Linked DNA regions of Cricetulus griseus: region 1 is linked to region 2. A link is a contact called in public Hi-C data. All regions are on one chromosome and are shown on one strand. Each heading gives the region's core, a stretch centred on a gene start, on an enhancer-like site or on the middle of the called end of the contact. The rest is flanking DNA. Distances are from core to core; before and after follow the strand shown. Region 1 holds the start of Stam2 (signal transducing adapter molecule 2). Region 2 holds the start of Arl6ip6 (ADP-ribosylation factor-like protein 6-interacting protein 6).

Region 1 (5,317 bases), core at 2,041-4,540, 420 kb after region 2:
CACAAGGCAGGCATCTGACCTCTTAGTGACCAAGGCAAGGTCATGGCGAGCACGTGTTACTGTCATGGCTGCCGAAAGGGGCAGCTGGTCCCTTCACTACCCATACATTATTTATTTACTATTGTGCTTGTGAGACAGGGACGCACAATGTAGTCCAGGCTGACTTCAAACTGTCAATTATTCTTCTTCAACCCATCTGAGTGCTGGGATTATGGGCATTCTCCATGGTGCCTGGTTTTAAATGGATCTATACCAAAATATCTTTGGTCTATACTGAGGCTATTCATGGACATTTTCCTAATTTTTTCTTATGAATTCTCTTCTAGTAGTTACATAAGTCATTCTCTCATTGTCTGAATATAATTCCTTGAAAGAAAAGTATTTCCATCATTTATTTTCATGCCCCATCAACTCACGGTCCCCACCATTAGTATTTTGCATTCAGTAGACACGCAGTGTTTACCAGTCAATTAGCATAAATGCTCTTGTTTTTCACTTTATGGGCTGTTAGGGCCCATAAAGATGGGTCCACTTCTTCTCACCTCAATGTCAAAGAGTTCAAAACTGTCCTTTGTAAGTCAAAAGACCTAAAGGTCTAATGTTTGGCTACTGCAGGATGTTTAGGCCTTGGTAGTCGATGTCTTATCTAAATAACAACAGACTTGGGCTCAGGTGTGTTTACCCTTGACTCTGCAAGTTGGATAACAGGTGTGGCTACCAAATGCCTGGAGGATTAAGGGAAGTAAGTCTGTTTGATCCTTATACATGATAACAGAAGTCTTCTGCCATGTCCTGTCCATGACCACCCCCCCCTTTTGGTTGGGTACTTAAGAATGTTGAAGAATAAACACAGGGCATTCAGTAGTCACTGGATTACCCTCCTGACTCTATCCTGTGTCTTTGTCTTTCTCTTAACTTCTTTACCTACCCTTTCTCAATTCACACTGCCCCCTCAGGTACGAACTGGGCAAGTTAGCTGGCTCCAACTGTAGCCCCACAAAGTAGCTTCCTGTAGGGAGATACCGTAACTATGCCTCCTAAGGGCTGGCTACAGGTGTGTCTGACCATGCCTGTCGGGGGGGGGGGGGCTTAAAAACCTATTACACATCATTCTGACCTCACCTTTACCACGCTCAGGGCGTGGTCAGGCACAGCTTCCCACATGCAGCAATCATTTTTTCGAGACAGGGTTTCTTTGCTTATGGCTGTCCTGGAACTCGCCCTGTAGATCAGGGTGGCCTCAAACTCACAGATATCTGCTTGTCTCTGCCTTCCAGTGCTGGGATTAAAGGCATACTCCATCACCACCTGATCTGATTCCATCATATTTGTGAACCTAACTTTATAGCTGATAATGTATTCACCATTCCAGATTACTTCACCTGTGAGGGTTCTATTAACATCTCCTAATACTAAAGGTTGGAAAATAATTTTTGTTTATTTAAAGTATAGATATGAAAGGTAATCCTCCACTACACAGGTCAATCTGGACTACAGAAGAGCTTGTCTCAAAACTGATACAAGAATCCATACATAGATATTTAAATGTAGAAGTAATTCTCACAATTTAAAAAATCACTGAAAAATTGGGAGCCCCAGAAGGGCTAACATTTCAACAAATGGCTGATATTTACTAGTAGCTACCAGCTTTAGTCTAAAAACGTTTATTTTAATTAATTTACTTGAGAGAGAGTCTCACTATGCAGTCCTATCTGGCCTGGAACTCAACATATATCAACCTGTCTGTACTACCACATCCTACCCTAAAAATCTTTCAAATTTTAAAAAAAATATGTGTGTTTATGATGTGTGAGAATCTGGGTGTGCTCAAGCTACTGTTTAAGAGTGAGGTCACTTTTCAGGACTTGGTTCTATCCTTCCATAGTAGCTTTCTGGGGACTGGACATGAGCTCTTATGGCTTGGGCAGGGAGGGCTGTTACTACTGAATCATTTCATTGGCTCAAGGTCCCAGCTTTAGATGTGTGATTTTCAATTCAAAAGCCAGGGCTACATTCTAAAAGTATTTATTGATCACCTACTTGCCAGATACTGTTTTTTAGTCCTTGGGTTCATAATAGTAAATAAAGCTCATGGAATTTATACTCTAATGAAAACAAATACCACAATTAGTTGTTCCTTAGAGAATGATAAAAGATATGAACAAAATATGAACCAAAATATGTGGAGAAGTAAAGGGCATGGTTTGCAGGAAGGGTGTTTGCACAAATACATTCACTTAAATGCCTGGATGGATCCTGTGGGAACCTGAGTTTATGACTCTTACTAACAACCAAATCATTATAAATGTTTTTGCACTATAAAGCTTGAGCAAGTCAAAAGCAAGAGTGTACTTCCACTCATCTTTGAAGAGTACTCAGATCCGTCAGCCCCTTGCCTCCCAAGTGCTGCGATTAATGGCATGAGCCACACACAACTCGGGGCATAAGGATTTTTAATTATGTTTCTGAGTGTGAGTATGTGAACCTGAGTGTAGATGCCAACCAAGGCCAGAAGAGGGTGTCAGGTTCCCTGGAACTTAGAGTTCCTGGCTGCTCTACCCGTCGCCCCCCTTCCCTCCCCGTGGAGACTAGAACCAAACTTTGCCAGCAAGGGCTCTTAATTGATGAGCTCTCTCTCCAGTTCCTTCACTCATCTCTGTATTTCTTGGTCCAAACTTTGTTTTCATACTGAAGAGCTGAGAAGCGAAGGCGAAGAGTCTCTCCGCGCTCGCTTTCCCGAGTGCTTGGTCAACTGAAGGATCCAACAAACATCAGCAACCTAGGAGTCAATCGACAGATTCTCAACGCTCCCCATAGGCCAGCGGTTCCGTTTCCATAGCAACCGGGACGCGGAGCGCGCGCGCGCGGCCCCAGAGGCCAAGACCTGACCTGGTACCCAGGTAGTACTCGGGTGAGAATGGAGCCTCTGTCATAGTCTGGGGCGAAGGGACCCACATCCCGGGACCGCGCACTCCGCCTCGCCTCCGGGACGCAGCAAGCTCGCCGGCCACCAGCGTCTCAAGCATAGACAACTTCCGGCCTCGAAGTTCCACCCCGCCTCCGAGGCTCGCCCGGGTCCTCGCCGCGGCAAGGTGACCGTGGCTTTCGCCTGGCCTGAGCAGCAGTCGGGCCAGGGGCTGCTACGTCCTTAGGACTGCGGTGAGAGCTTTGCAGGTGCTAGTGCTCGGCCGTCCGTCGTGCGGCCCCGCCGGCGGGGCTGGAGCAGAGGACGGCCGGGCGCAGGGCGCACAGGCGCGCGCGGGGCAGGCGCGGAGGCGGAAGTGAGGGCACGGCCTGGCCAGCCGTCTAGGAAGCCGCCGCGGGTCGCCCAGCGGGAGTATTTGGAGCCCCGCCGGACCGTCGCATTTCAGCCTCGGATGCCGGCGCGATGCCTCTGTTCACAGCCAACCCGTTCGATCATGACGTGGGTGAGTACGGTGACCTGCGCCGTCCGCGCCGGGGAAAGTGGGCGGCGGTCCTGGTGCCTGAGAAGCCAGGCGGAGAGCGAAGGGGCGGTGCAGCTCTCGACAGCGGGGGGCAGCCTCGGAGCGTCTCTGGCCAGGCTACCTCCTACCTGTCAGAGATTGGGGTACCTATCAGGGCTGTTCTCGTCACCCAGAGCAGGAGTGGGGAAAAGGCAGGATCGCTGGAGGCTCAAGTTGCTGATACAAACTTCCTGATTTCTCCAGAGCTGGTTAACACCCTTCCCCTTGGAAGAAAGTGCAGTGGTGGCCATCCTGCTGCCTAGGGTAGTCCCGAACCAGAAACCTAGACTCACCAGGCTTAACTCACATCGCTTCCGTATAAACACATTCAAGCTCTGATGGTTGCATTTTCAATGTTTACTGACGTTCTGAATGTGCTGCGAGAGCCAGTCTCAGAGAATGAAAAGGAAGACTCTCAGGATCTCTAATTAGCCCAGAACAACTGATGTTTGTTGGAGTCAAACTTCTGGTTATTCAGGTAGTATAGGTCTTTCAGAATTAGGAAAAGATGGATGGAGTAAGCATAATATTAACAGTAAAAGCAAACGGGCTGGCAGTATTCTTGAAGCAGTAGTTAACAGGCTCCTAGCGACATTTTAGGATTTAAGTGATTTTGAGTCAAAATGTTACATATTTTAGCAGTGAGCTACCAGTTCAGTTACAATTCCTTAGTGAAGAGAAGTCTAGAAAGTGCCTCATTTTGTTCTACAACTCTCACAAGTCATGTTCAAGTGTATGGGAGACTAATTATATAGGAAGCATGTTGAGGCTTAGTCGCTGATTTGGGATAATTGTTCTTTTATTACATTACCTACGTGAGGCATTGCACTTTTTAATTTTTATTGAATTAATTTAACTTTCACAGTGAGTCTGTATATAGTCCAAGCTGGCTTCAAATTCCCAAAACCTCTGTTTTAGCATCGAGAATTCTGGGATTCCAAGTCTGGGCCTCCACTAGGCTTGAGACCTGCATGTCTTACTGTAAAAGCTTTCATTTTGCTGTAATGAAATGAATCAGAAAAGGCAAAACAGAGGAGGCTATTTTATTTTTTCTTTTATTTATGTGCATGGGTGTTTTTTCTGTATGCTAAGTTTGTCACTTGTTTGTTGTGTCTGAGGAGGTCAGAAGATCATGTTGGATCACCTGGCATTGCTGTTACAGAGTCGGATGAGCCACCATATGAACTGAGCCATCTCTCCAGCCCAAGACAGGGTATTTAAAATATAAAACCTGTGAACTCTTTCTTCTAGGAAATAGTTCATGGAAGCCTGTTGTGTTCTTATTGCAAACATTTCTGGTAGCAGTAGTCTGAGTTACTCTGCCCAGTTTATGTTTCTAAACTTTTCCCTCAGTGGTTTCTGAAATCCTTGCATCATAGTTTAGTGTAGATTTCTTAGGCTCTGATCTTCAGACAGAAACAAACAAACAAACAACCTGTGTAGATATATCATGGGCTATGTCAACTAGAACTTGAAGTGTTTCTTCATCAGCTCTCACATGACTAAATTCAGTTTCCAAAATGTCAAGTTAAGGGTGAAAGAATGAGTTTGATGGAGGCCCACCTAGACAAATGAATGCAACTAGGGAAAAAAGGGAATGAAATTCTAAGGAGCTCAGACTGGTCTGAAACTTACATCAGAGAAAAATTACATGTTCTAGTTTTCAGACCTTAAGGACTCTTAATGCAGAAATGTTAAATAGTACAAAGCAAGTCATTATCTGACTTGAGCATTACAGCAAAGTTCTTTTACAGTGTGTCTTGACTTCTCTTCCTCTCTCTCTCTCTCTCTCTCTCTCTCTCTCTCTCTCTCTCTCTCTCTCTCTCTCTCTC
Region 2 (4,973 bases), core at 783-3,282:
ACTATCTGGGTTGAAGTGAAAAAATGGCCAAGGGTGTGACAGATTTGAAGCAAGGGAACTCAAACTTATTTTTTTTCTTCTTTCCTTTTTGGTTTTTTGACACAGGGATTCTCTGTAACAGCCCTTGCTGTCCTGGAACTCACTGAGATCCACCTGTCTCTACCTCCCAAGTGCTGGGGTTAAAGGTGTGTGTGTAACTCACTGAGATCTACCTGCCTCTGCTTCCCAAGTGTTGGGATTAAAGGTGTGCATGGAACTCATTGAGATCCACCTGCCTCTGCCTAGAACATCCTGGGATTAAAGGCGTGAGCCACCATCTCCCTCCTGGTGGCAGTCAAACTTTTAAGGCCCACAGTTAACAGCCGATAGTATACTGTGAAGAAGTAATCTGTCTTCTCTACAAAAGTCAATCTAACCATGGTAACTTGTTCAAGGGCAACCTGGATCCCGTTAGGGGCTGGGAGAAAATAAAGCAAAACTGGGGTTAAATAGATTTAATTTTCATTAGTCAACACTAGAGTGACTTGAAGTGTTCAATCCTTTTAATACAAGATGCTGTTCTGAGGTTTCTATTTCTCGATAAACTGGCAAAAGTCAACACTATTAGCTCTAAAGTCAAATCTCTTTCCACTATAATGAATACTAAAAACCACACAACAAATCCGAATGGGAAAAGGGCTTAAGAGTGTCTTTCGAGGCATTCATGTTTGGCCAGTATGTGGATTCCCGACACAGCAAAACAGACTCTGTCTAGCAAAAACTATACCTCGTTAAAAACACAAAATAGACAAGCTAATATGCCTATAAAAGTAGAAATTTGGGATGCGAGGAAGAAATCCTTATTCTTCAATTTCTCTTTGCTCATTTGTGAACTAGCCTTAGAACATATACAGCCTATAGTTACATGAACTTTTTCATGACCCTTTTAAAGGTAGGGATTCTGATTAAATAGCCGTGCTAATGTTTCAACTCGTGTTCAAAGCCTTTACGGCATTTCTTTAGTGTGGATTTAGTCAAATCCTTTCTAAATGGTTCTCACTATGGGGCAGGGACCTCCATCTAGGGAGAGAAGACAAAGGGAGGGAGAACGAAGAAAGGTACTGTTTCGAAGGAACGCTTTGGGGAGGAAAGTGTGAACGGGGGCGAGTGATGTACTGGCTCGTCTTTACTGTGCACAGACTCACAAGGCCTGGGCTTCAGTCAGTACCTTTAACGATCAGGTAGGCGATGGCCAGGAGGAAAGCAAGGAGGCCGGCGAAGAGCAGCGAACAGAGAATGGAAAGGACCTGGACAGACCACCGCCGAGTCTGGCTTCTGGTGGCCGCAGTCGCCGGGAAGATGCCGTTGCGCTTCTCGGGCAGGACGGGTGACCCATCCCCGACCGGCGGGAGTAGCGGGGCCCTCTTGGGCTCCCACGACGCCCCGGCTGAGAACTCCGCCCGCAAATCGCGGGCTACTTGGTCGCATCCCTCGTCTTCGTCGATTTCGCCCGCACCCCAGCCATCGCCATCCCCGAGAGTGAAGTCGGAATACACAGGCCGAGTCACCGGGCCTGGGGTGACCTGGCGGCGCCGTCGCGCGGCCACAGACCTCGCACTCTCTACGAAGGACATGGCGGGAAAAGACTGAGAGCCCCGCGCGGGTCGAGCGTCCGCCGCCGCCGCCCTACTCCAGCAACAGCCAATCAGCGGCGGCTGTCGGCGGCCCGACCAACGCTCGCGGAACTGCAGGGGCGCTGGAGCGGCGGACTGACAATTGCGGGTTCCCCTTCGGGATGCGCTGTGGAGGGGCGCGCGCCCGTGACCCCACTGCCGCACACAGCCCCAACTTCTTGGGCCCTTTCAGGTCCCGTCGGCGCGCACCGCCGGTCCCTCGTTAACAGCAGCTCCCCGCTCAGCCCCGCTGTTTCCTAACTGCCAATCGCTTCCTCCCTCCGGCGTGGAATCTCCGCCTCCACAGATTCCCCGCCCGCTACGGTGCGCGCCTCCTCCCTCGGCTCGGGCGCGCGCAGAGCTGGAGCACACCCCCCTCCCCCGCACAGGACCCCTCCCGGCGCGCGCGCGCGCGCGCGCGCACTAGGCCGATAACGCTGGGGGCCGCTTACCCCGCCCCCACCCCACCCTTGGTGGCCTCAGGTTTGTGGGGCGAACGTAGTTCGGGTGGGGGGGGTGGCGAGAGTGGCAGCGCGCCACTGCCCCACCCCCGGCGGGGTGAGGTGGTTCAAGGCCGGGAAGCTGGGTCCCGGCCGCGTCCGCCTTCCTGGGGGAAGTTGGTGGAGTTGTCCCGGCTGAGCGCTCGACGCAGAAACTTCCTCCGTCCCCCTCCCCCTCTCCATGCAGGCGACGCCGAGCGAGGCTGAGGCGGGGGGCGAATCGCCGCAGAGCTGCGCTTCCGTAGCGCGCTCTGATTGGACAGCCGGGAAGCCTGTCAGTTTATTGGCCCCGCTGATCCCGCCCCGTAGCTCAGGGCAGCCTTTACCCTTTGGCCCCAGCGGGCGCCAGCCACTCAGATCGCTTCTTGTTGGTATGTGTAGCGGCAGTGGCCGCCGACGGAGCAGTCTGAGCCCGACGATGAGGCCGGGGACTGGAGCCGAGCGTGGAGGCCTCATGGTGAGTGAAATGGAGAGCCAACCTCCCTCGCGGGGTCCCGGGGACGGGGAGCGGAGATTGTCCGGCTCAAACCTGTGCTCCAGTTCTTGGGTCTCTGCTGACGGCTTCCTGAGGAGACGGCCCTCGGTAAGGGATCGGCTGGGTAGGGAAAAGCGGCACAATGAAAAACCGAGTCAGAGAAACAGGAAGCTTTCTCCAAAAGGAGAAGAGTGTACCAGGAAGAGCTCCAGATGGTGGGCTGCGTCCCAAGGGAGAGGGATGGAGGGCGGGAATGCACAAAGACGGATGTGGGACCTTGGACGTTCCAGCGGTCTTGGCCTAGACAGAGATACCTTAGGAAGGTGCTGGGCCCCGGGCGCGCTGTGCATCCGAGAGCCCTAGGCCTCTTTTATAGTGGGGAACCGTAAGTCTGCAGGACTTCATAGAGAAGCTGCCATAGTTTGTTTTCTCCGGAGAGTGGTGGCGGTGGGTTTGTTTGCAGGGGTGGGGATTCTGTTGGGAGAATTGGCAGCAGATACTTAGTTTCAGGCCAGGAACAATGAACATATATATATGTGTATGTACACGTATAGATATGTAATATTTTAAGTTCTCTTAAACGGGTCAATTTGTTATTTGCATTTAGTTTCTGGGACAGAATGACAGTCTGATACTTTAACTATATTAGAATATTTGACTTAGGAACTAGTATATTTGTTTCTTAATGAAGTACTCTTGGGTACCCACATTCTGTTTTATGACAAAACCTCATCCAAATTAATGTATTTTTAAGTAACATAAGCTGGTTATATGTATAAAGGGGACAAAGTTGTGTTCACAGTAACAATTTTTAAGTTGGAATTCAATACATAGCCACCAAGTGTAGACAGTCATTTAGCAGTTGATTAAATCACCGGGGAGGGTGCTGTAATCCTATAATGGATTTAACTTTTCCCTGTTTTGTTAATTTTCAGGCTCTTTAAAATAATCACTAGTGTATTTTAAGGTTACTATTGGTATATGCTAGTCTAATAATTTAATCACACTTTGAAATAATATTGTGCCTTACAGGTTGATTTTTTTTTTTTAAGTCACATTTTTAAGAAACAATCCTGTGTCTTCCTCACTTTTCATTTTTCATTGTTTTTCAGATGGGGCATCCTGGCATGCATTATGCACCAATGGGAATGCACCCTATGGGTCAGAGAGCAAACATGCCTCCTGTACCTCATGGAATGATGCCACAGATGATGCCCCCTATGGGAGGGCCTCCAATGGGACAAGTAAGAATATGTTTTGTACTTTGTTTATTTTTGTTTTATTGTGTCCAGATTTTTAAATGTAGGCCAGTGCTGTACTTCTAGCTGTTTAAGGGTTAGTTTATATCCATATGTTTTCAAACAAGACAAAATGTTGATCATGACTGTAACCAAATTTTGAATATAGTAAGACTTTTATAAAAAATTTACTCATTTCCTCAACAAAATTAATATTTAAAGTGTCTTTAAGCTGGGCGTAGTGGCACACACCTCTAATTCCAGCACTCAGGAGGCAGAGGGAGATATCTGAATTCCTGACCAGCATAGTCTACAGTGGAAGTTCCAGGGCAGCCAAGATGACACAGAAACACTATCTCAAAAAAAGTCTTTAAAGTGACATTATACATCTAGGCTCTTTAACTTAGTGACTTTTTCCAGGCATGTTGATTGTTAATGATTGAGGGGTAATATATAATATATGTATGTATGTATGTATGTATGTGTATATACACGTATATATATTATATATATATATATATATATTACTGTGTAAATGCTTAGTAGCATCAGAAAAATAGTAATTACTTGGGATTTTCATTTAGAATGAATTTTGTTCTTGGAATATCTTCCTCTTGTTGGGTGTGGAGGGATTTTATGCTCTATTACTAATTCTTCCCTGGACAGTGCCAAATAGGTAGCTCATTTCCTACTTAATCTTTAAAACGATTATTGCTTCCACACTCCTACTTGTGAGTTGCCCCTTGCATCTCTAACACAAACTGTAAATGGACATTTTGTGGAAGTGATGTGGATGAAAAGATTTTAGCTGACTCTGATTCTGGTAGGCAAAATTTCTATTTGTAAGTTAGAAGTGTTCAAGAAAGGCAAGAGCTTCAGTTTCATGAACAGTTGTGTCCTATGGAAGGTTTTATAATACAGAGATCCTTGGGCGGGTTGGGTTATTCCATTTGAATGTCTTAGTAAGTCATGAAAACCGGGTAACAAAATAATTTTGAAAACCAGTTGTATGTTTTCTTTTGCTAATGAGTGCTGTTGACTTTGATAATGGCTTAAGCAATGAAGACTAAAGTTATTGGTGAAATTGCAGTGGAAACAGGAGCTTGTC

What was found. Hi-C and Micro-C count contacts between places; a contact is called where the count stands out from the background.
Region 1: a Hi-C map of the CHO-K1 cell line shows a contact between it and region 2, with 4 times the contacts expected there. The contact joins the promoter of Stam2 here to the promoter of Arl6ip6 in region 2. A contact is called at or near these places in 2 of 8 Hi-C or Micro-C datasets (the CHO-K1 cell line and liver).

Annotation. Positions count from the first base shown.
Region 1 is chr6:121,614,003-121,619,319 of CriGri-PICRH-1.0, forward strand. Stam2 (signal transducing adapter molecule 2) reads left to right here and starts at 3,291. Exons shown (of 13, transcript XM_027420434.2): 1 at 3,291-3,428. The coding sequence starts at 3,389. LOC118239057 (a long non-coding RNA gene) reads right to left here and starts at 3,168. Exons shown (of 2, transcript XR_004770487.1): 1 at 2,890-3,168; 2 at 2,437-2,779.
Region 2 is chr6:121,191,951-121,196,923 of CriGri-PICRH-1.0, forward strand. Arl6ip6 (ADP-ribosylation factor-like protein 6-interacting protein 6) reads right to left here and starts at 2,033. Exons shown (of 5, transcript XR_003486327.2): 1 at 1,208-2,033. It overlaps Prpf40a (pre-mRNA-processing factor 40 homolog A), which reads left to right and starts at 2,182. Exons shown (of 26, transcript XM_027420421.2): 1 at 2,182-2,735; 2 at 3,740-3,871. The coding sequence starts at 2,334.